Linked DNA regions of Mus musculus: region 1 is linked to region 2. A link is a contact called in public HiChIP or PLAC-seq data. All regions are on one chromosome and are shown on one strand. The core of a region is the stretch at or near the end of the contact, and the rest is flanking DNA. Distances in the headings are between cores, read along the strand shown. Region 1 holds the start of Fign (fidgetin). Region 2 overlaps Fign (fidgetin).

Region 1 (3,031 bases), core at 379-2,878, 45 kb before region 2:
TTTTATGAGAGCTGGAGTTTTGTCTATTAAAGCTCCAGCCTAGAAGCTAGCAGACATACGGACAGACATGCGGACAGTGAGGAAGGACATTCTTCCTAAACAAGTGTATTTTCTGCTCCAACCTTCAAAGTAACATTTTCAGCTAGATGGCCTCCTGGTCGAATACATAATTTGCCTCTTGCATTCTCAGCTTAGTTGAAATATAGAGGACTGGACATCCAGCAGGCCAAAGTATAAACTCACCATTTATCTATTAAAGTCATATTTAATGAAAATGAAGAGAAATTATTGCCCAACTCTCTCTTTCTCTCATTACAATTCCTTAAGAACTTTGCCGGGCACATTATCTCGTAGACATCATGATCAAATGTTATTGTTTGCTTTATTATCTCAGTTGGATGGTTGGCTAGTCTAGGATGAAATAGGTTGAAGGCAATCCTCTCAGCCCAGAAGTCTGAATGAGGTTCCCATTCAAATGATCCTGATTGTTTGGGGGTGGGGCGGGGTGATTAGTAAACCAACTGAGCTTACACTGCATAGTAAGCGTCTGGATGCAGCACATTTACATCTAACAAGAGACCCCAGAAAACGTGTGTGTGTTTCTTAAACCTTATGTTGCGAACAAAAGGCTATCTCAGCCACAGACAATCAGCACGGCACTGCTCCCTGGGATGCGAGCCACACACTCAACTGCACATTTCATTCTTCCTCAGCTCCCAGCACCACAAAGCCCCGACTCTCTTCCTTCTCCTGGGTCCCCAGATTGCTCCATAGCGGGGGGCTGGGAAAGCTGAAGCCCCAGGTCTCTGCCTGCGCACCAACAGCCCTCACCGTGGGCCCCCGGGCGCTGCTCTCCCCTGCCCGAGCCGCCTGGGGGAGGTAGGGAGGGGAGCCGGGGGAGCTTGAGAGGGGACCGCACACCTAGATACTTAGGGTTTTTATTTATTCCCGGGGAGGTGGAGGCGGTGAAGTGGGTTCAAGCTGATCTGCCTCCCCAACTTGCCTCTCCCTAGCAGATAAAGTCATTTTCGGACTGGTGCGGGGAGCCTCGGGGATAGGGGACGTCCCGGCTCCACGTCCCGGTCCCCGTCCCGTGCGCGCAGCAGCAGGGAGGGCTGGCCAGGCTACGGTGGTGACCGGAGGACCGGGGAGGGGCCCTCAGGGACGCGCGATCGCGCGTGGACAGCGGGGCTCGCTTCCCCCGGGGGCGTCGCTCCCCGCGCGCGGGCTGGGCCGGGCTCCGCGTCCCCGCGCGCCGGCATGACCTCGGGGCCCCCTCCGGGCCGCGGGAGCGCAGCTGTGAGGCTGGGCGGCCGCCGAGGCCCGGGCCGTGTAACATGACCCGGCGGCCGGCCATTGCGCCCTCCCTGTCCGCCCGCGGCCGGGCGCCGCTCGCCGCCTCCCGCCTCCGCTCCCCCTGCAGTCCCGGCCCGCGCCGCCGCTCCCTCCCGGGGCTCCCGGCCCGCCGCGCTCCAACGCCCGCCTCTCGCCACTGCCTCCCGACGCCCGGCCGCGCGGCCGCCTGCGTCTCTTTCTCCCTCTCTCCTTTGAAAACTGATCTTTGGCTCTTAGTGTGAAAGTGATTTGAATTTGGCTCGGCGGCGCTCTGCGCCTGCGCTCAGCCTCTGGCATGCTGGCTCCTTCCAAGCAGCTGTTTTGGGTTTGAAATTCCAACATGGCAGAGGCTGCAGTCCGTCTTCCCTTCAAAAACTTGGAATGATTTCAAATCATAGGCACCTTCACTTAACCCTAGCTTCCATTCATCAGCAAACACATCGGATCGATGCTACGCTAACCTATCGGGAGCTCGCTCTGCGCGTCCAGGTAAGGAGAGCTTCGTAGTTTTTTACCATCTGTTTAAATTTTTTGTTTTTGTTTTATTTTTAAAGAATATAGATAGATCCAAGACCTGTAGTGAGAAGAGGTCTCAGAGTTGTGCCGTAAACAGTAAATTTAATTTGCATTCGTTTCTATTTTGTACGCCAACCTGCTGTCTAATTTCTCTGTACAAAGTAGCCCTGAAACATTATGATGCATATTTCTGCAGCTTAATCGTTATAACAATAGTATGGGATTAAGAGTTCGTGACTGCAAGAATCTCGCTTTTCGCGATATTGGGCTTACTCACTACTATCTTTTTACCTCAAAAAATAAAAAAAATAAAATAAGAAAGCGGAGCCATAGGGTGGGGCTAGACTTTCTTCGGGAACTAACTTCTAAGTAAATAAGAAGTGTAAATAAGAATCTTGCACACACACAAAAAGTTGAGGTTAAATTACAATCTCGTGGCTGGGGGATCGAGAAAAATGTCAGAGGATCGGTTGCAGAAAACTGTAAGCACATCATGCGGGAGGGGGTACAGCGTGGTGGGCGTATTGTTGGCAAGGAACGGGAGAGAAAGATGTATAATTTAATGGTATATACAATCCACTGATCCTATTACCGTCCTCCCCGGAGCTCTTGTTAGTTTCAATGGGAGTGAGTGAAATTGACATGGACTTGTATTCCCGGTCATGTGCTTTTTTTCCTTTCTTTCTTCTCCTGTGATCTGAGATCCCCTTTTTGTTGATGTTGCTTTCCCCCTTAATTATATGCATGTAGGTTAAATGAATACCTGACGAAAGGGCCCACGTTTCAAGGCAGTGACATTTGATAGCTGAGAGGAAAAGTGGCTTTAATGAAAAGCAACCTTTGGAATTCCTGCTTGTGAGAAATCCAATTCAGCTTTTTGTGCTACCAGCAAGAAATGATCAGTAGCACCAGTGTTTATGGTATGTCAGTTTTGGAATTTACTTCCTTTGCATTTAAATAGGGAAGACAAATTAAATAGCATGATAAAAACCATTGGAGGCTGCTTGGGAACCAGATGCTCATGATGTCCAATTCTTTTTAAACATGTCTATGTCTGTTTATTTTAATCTGTCACTGTGCTTTTTTTTTTTTTTTTGTATTTGCTTTCACTTCTTTATGCATTTCAGTTTTTATTAATATGTTATTTGCGGACACTTTCATTGGCTTTAGCTCTAATCTT
Region 2 (3,059 bases), core at 420-2,919:
CGAGTCTCTGAATAAGTTGGAGGCAAAGAGCCACTGGGCCCTTCAGCTCTGCCCTTGAACAAGATAGACAGAAAGCCTCCATAACAAGCTCCCGCAAGAACGATAGGACAGAAGGTACTGTGGCGCCTGTGTTATGTCTACAGTTCCAGCAGTAATGCAAGGGAATGCAGAGTCATGTGGCATTTCATTAAGATGGCATTTAAATCATTCCGATTGACAGTATCATCTGCCATTCCGTTGCTTATCAGTTTGTATCCAGTCCGATGTGCTACTTAGAAAAGGAAGCATACCTCTCTGGTGATGTATAGTTCTTTATTTTGAACAGCATTTTCTTAAAACATATGTATTCTTTACCAGTTCTATATTTGCTTTTTCTCCCCATTATTTTTGACACTGAAATTATTATTTCATGTCTCCTGTTTGTACCTGTAGATTATTATTTTTTGTTGTTATGACCGTTTTAATGTTGGTCCTTCAAAAGATTGTTCCTCAGGAGCCAGGGAGGTCCTCCTTGATAATTAATGTCTTGTGATGCTTTATGAATGAAGTATACATTTTCAACAGGTAGGTTTTATTGCTCTACTTATTGCCTTGTCTTTCATTGAGCAACTACTATGCTAGATGCCTCACTAGATGGTGAAGGAATGGAGGAGAACAGGACACTCCCTGTGGTCCTTTTACACACTTTCTTCCTTCTTGCTTTTTGTAGCACTGCCCCACGATTTAGCTCTTTGCTCTTCTGTTCTTTTTAGCTATCGAATGCATCCACAGAGACACACAGACCAATGCATACACATGCGTCCTAACACATACATATGCATACCTACACTGGTTTACTTGGTTTGATGATGAGCAAGTAGCAGTTGTGGTCAGATGCTCAAACAGGTTGTTGGGATTAGAGGTATGAGATCTGGCCATTTTCATCCTCTCACATAGGTCTGATGCTGTGAGATACAGTCTGCAGTCACCTTAGTTAAAAGGATATAATGGAGAGACAGTAAAGGCATGTTAAAGGAAGGACGGGGCACTTAGCTGCCCCCTCTTAGGACTGTAGTTCTTGCTGGGACCATCTGTGTCTGTTGCACCCATGCTCAGCAGAAGGGCGCACATGCGCATGCCTTCCTCACTGTTTTTCACAGATTCTTAGATTGTGTCGGCCGTCTTGTCTCCTCCAGTGTCTCTGGCAAAAGGTCGTAGGTTTCATTTGATTACCTCTTGGTTTCCTGTTAAACTCAGATGGGTCACCTTGCTCCACATAGCTGTTTAGAATGTGCTCATTTGTTTTTTCTCCTTAGCGTGTCCAGTGTTGAAAGTTAATGCTCTCTCCTTCTATTTTCACAGAATAGATGTCAGAGGACACAACATTAATAGGAGTCTGTTTCCTCTATTACCTCTCAGGACTGGGCTTTCAGAGCCCTTTAGGAATTACCATTTGCAGTGGAAAGTGAGCTGCAGCAAATGCACAGAAGTTTTTCCTCTATCTTTTCCTAATTGTTTCATTGCTTTGAATTCAGACTGCTTCATTTAATTAACAAGATGTTATTAACCTCATCGGCATGAGTAAAAATAGACTATATTTCAACATTTGAGTTTCTTGGAGGAAAATACATGTGATAGCATATTGCTGCGTATTGTTGAGCTAAACACTTCTAAGAGCTTTACTCCAGAACATAGCTATAAATAGCCTATGAAGATTAGCAATATCTTCTACTATGGTATCTCCTTACCTTCCTGGATGCTTCTAGAAAATCCAATTCTGTGCTTGCTATGCCAGGGTAAACATCTTTTTATCAGAATGAATAACAGACAATGCAAAATCTTTTGACTTGGGCAAGGTAGAGTTACAAAAATAATTCAGTTCACATTTTTTTGTAGTTTTAGTAATAAAATAGGACATCTTATTTATTCTCTTATTTATGTGTTTGTTGATGTGGGCTTTGAAGCAGAAATGTAATTGCTTGAGTAGAGAAGGTGTGGAAATTTTAGTCGTTGTGGGGACCATAAAGATTTCTGTGTTTTGAGGAACAGTCAGAACACAGCGGAGTCTCTGTGCCACATGTGCTCTTAGACTGATATCTCCCTCAGAAAGAACAAACCAAACATTTAGGATGAGTTTTATTGAGTGTTTAAAATTCTGAAAGCTGCGTTCACTTCTGGGTCTCTGTTCACTTCCCAGAGAGAATCCTTGTTAGCCAGTTTAAAGGCATGTTGGTTTGTCTTTTACTTGGAGAAAACATTCTGTTCCTCCTGGTAATTGCAAGTTCCTCATGGGAACAGCAAGTTCCTCTGGCTTTGCTCGCTCTCTCTCTCTCTCTCTCTCTCTCGTACCCAAAACTCCACTCTGTTTTGTGCTTGTTTTTATTCTTAATTGCGTTGATTTTTCTCTTCTATCCTGAGAGAGAGAGAGAGAGAGAGAGAGAGAGAGAGAGAGAGAGAGAGAATTATTATCCCAGTAAAGGGAACTGTGTGGTATTAAAATAGACTTGGCTGAATTAAACAGCTACATAAGTACTCATTAATGTCCACCTCACTGACTTACCAGGATTTAACATTCTTGGATTCATGAAAAGCCTCCTTGCTCTAGCACACTAAACTCACTGTTTGAGAGAGGTTTACATCAAAGAGTGAGAAACTGACGAAACTGTCACATTCGTAAAGTAGGGGTGACATACTCAGTTGTCTGGAAACAAATCAGTTAGAAGTAGTGAAAAGCATGTATGAAAATAGTTTCTCCTTTGTCACTACTAAACGTTGACTAACTGTTGAATTGGGGAAATAAAGGCAGAGTATTGGCTGGGTCCCTCTATTTCCTTTCACTCCTTCTCTCTCCTTTCTTTCCCTCTCCTATCATTCAATAATTCATTTTAAAGTACATTATATCCAGTGTTTAATTTAAGTGATCAAAGACTTGACAAACAGTAAACTCTGAATTTTGTAAAAGCTTGTCAGTTTTTGGCCTCTAGAACTCAAATCAGTTTGAAAACAGTAAAATTAACATTGCCAACAAAGTATAGCCTATTCTTAATACTCTGGTCAGTGGTCAATGATCCTATTCTTCA

Evidence for each region. HiChIP or PLAC-seq counts read pairs in DNA pulled down with a chosen protein or histone mark.
Region 1: a contact with region 2 is called in an H3K27ac HiChIP or PLAC-seq map of heart atrium, with 28 read pairs. The contact joins the promoter of Fign here to the enhancer-like site in region 2. A contact is called at or near these places in 2 of 484 Hi-C or Micro-C datasets (brown adipocytes and liver), 4 of 115 datasets of contacts at active chromatin or transcription factors (astrocytes, embryonic stem cells, heart atrium and 1 more) and 2 of 9 other capture datasets (adipose tissue and liver).

What each region holds. Positions count from the first base shown.
Region 1 is chr2:64,096,635-64,099,665 of GRCm38.p6, reverse strand. Fign (fidgetin) reads left to right here and starts at 1,628. Exons shown (of 4, transcript NM_001267846.1): 1 at 1,628-1,824; 2 at 2,602-2,771.
Region 2 is chr2:64,051,986-64,055,044 of GRCm38.p6, reverse strand. All of the region lies in intron 2 of Fign (fidgetin), which reads left to right. Among named protein-coding and RNA genes, the nearest start is that of Fign, 45 kb to the left of the region's middle. Within about 2 kb of position 1,669, at least 8 of the 459 cell types and tissues checked have an H3K27ac peak or open chromatin away from gene starts, as enhancers often do. A contact at or near this core is called in adipose tissue and heart atrium, where this site is marked.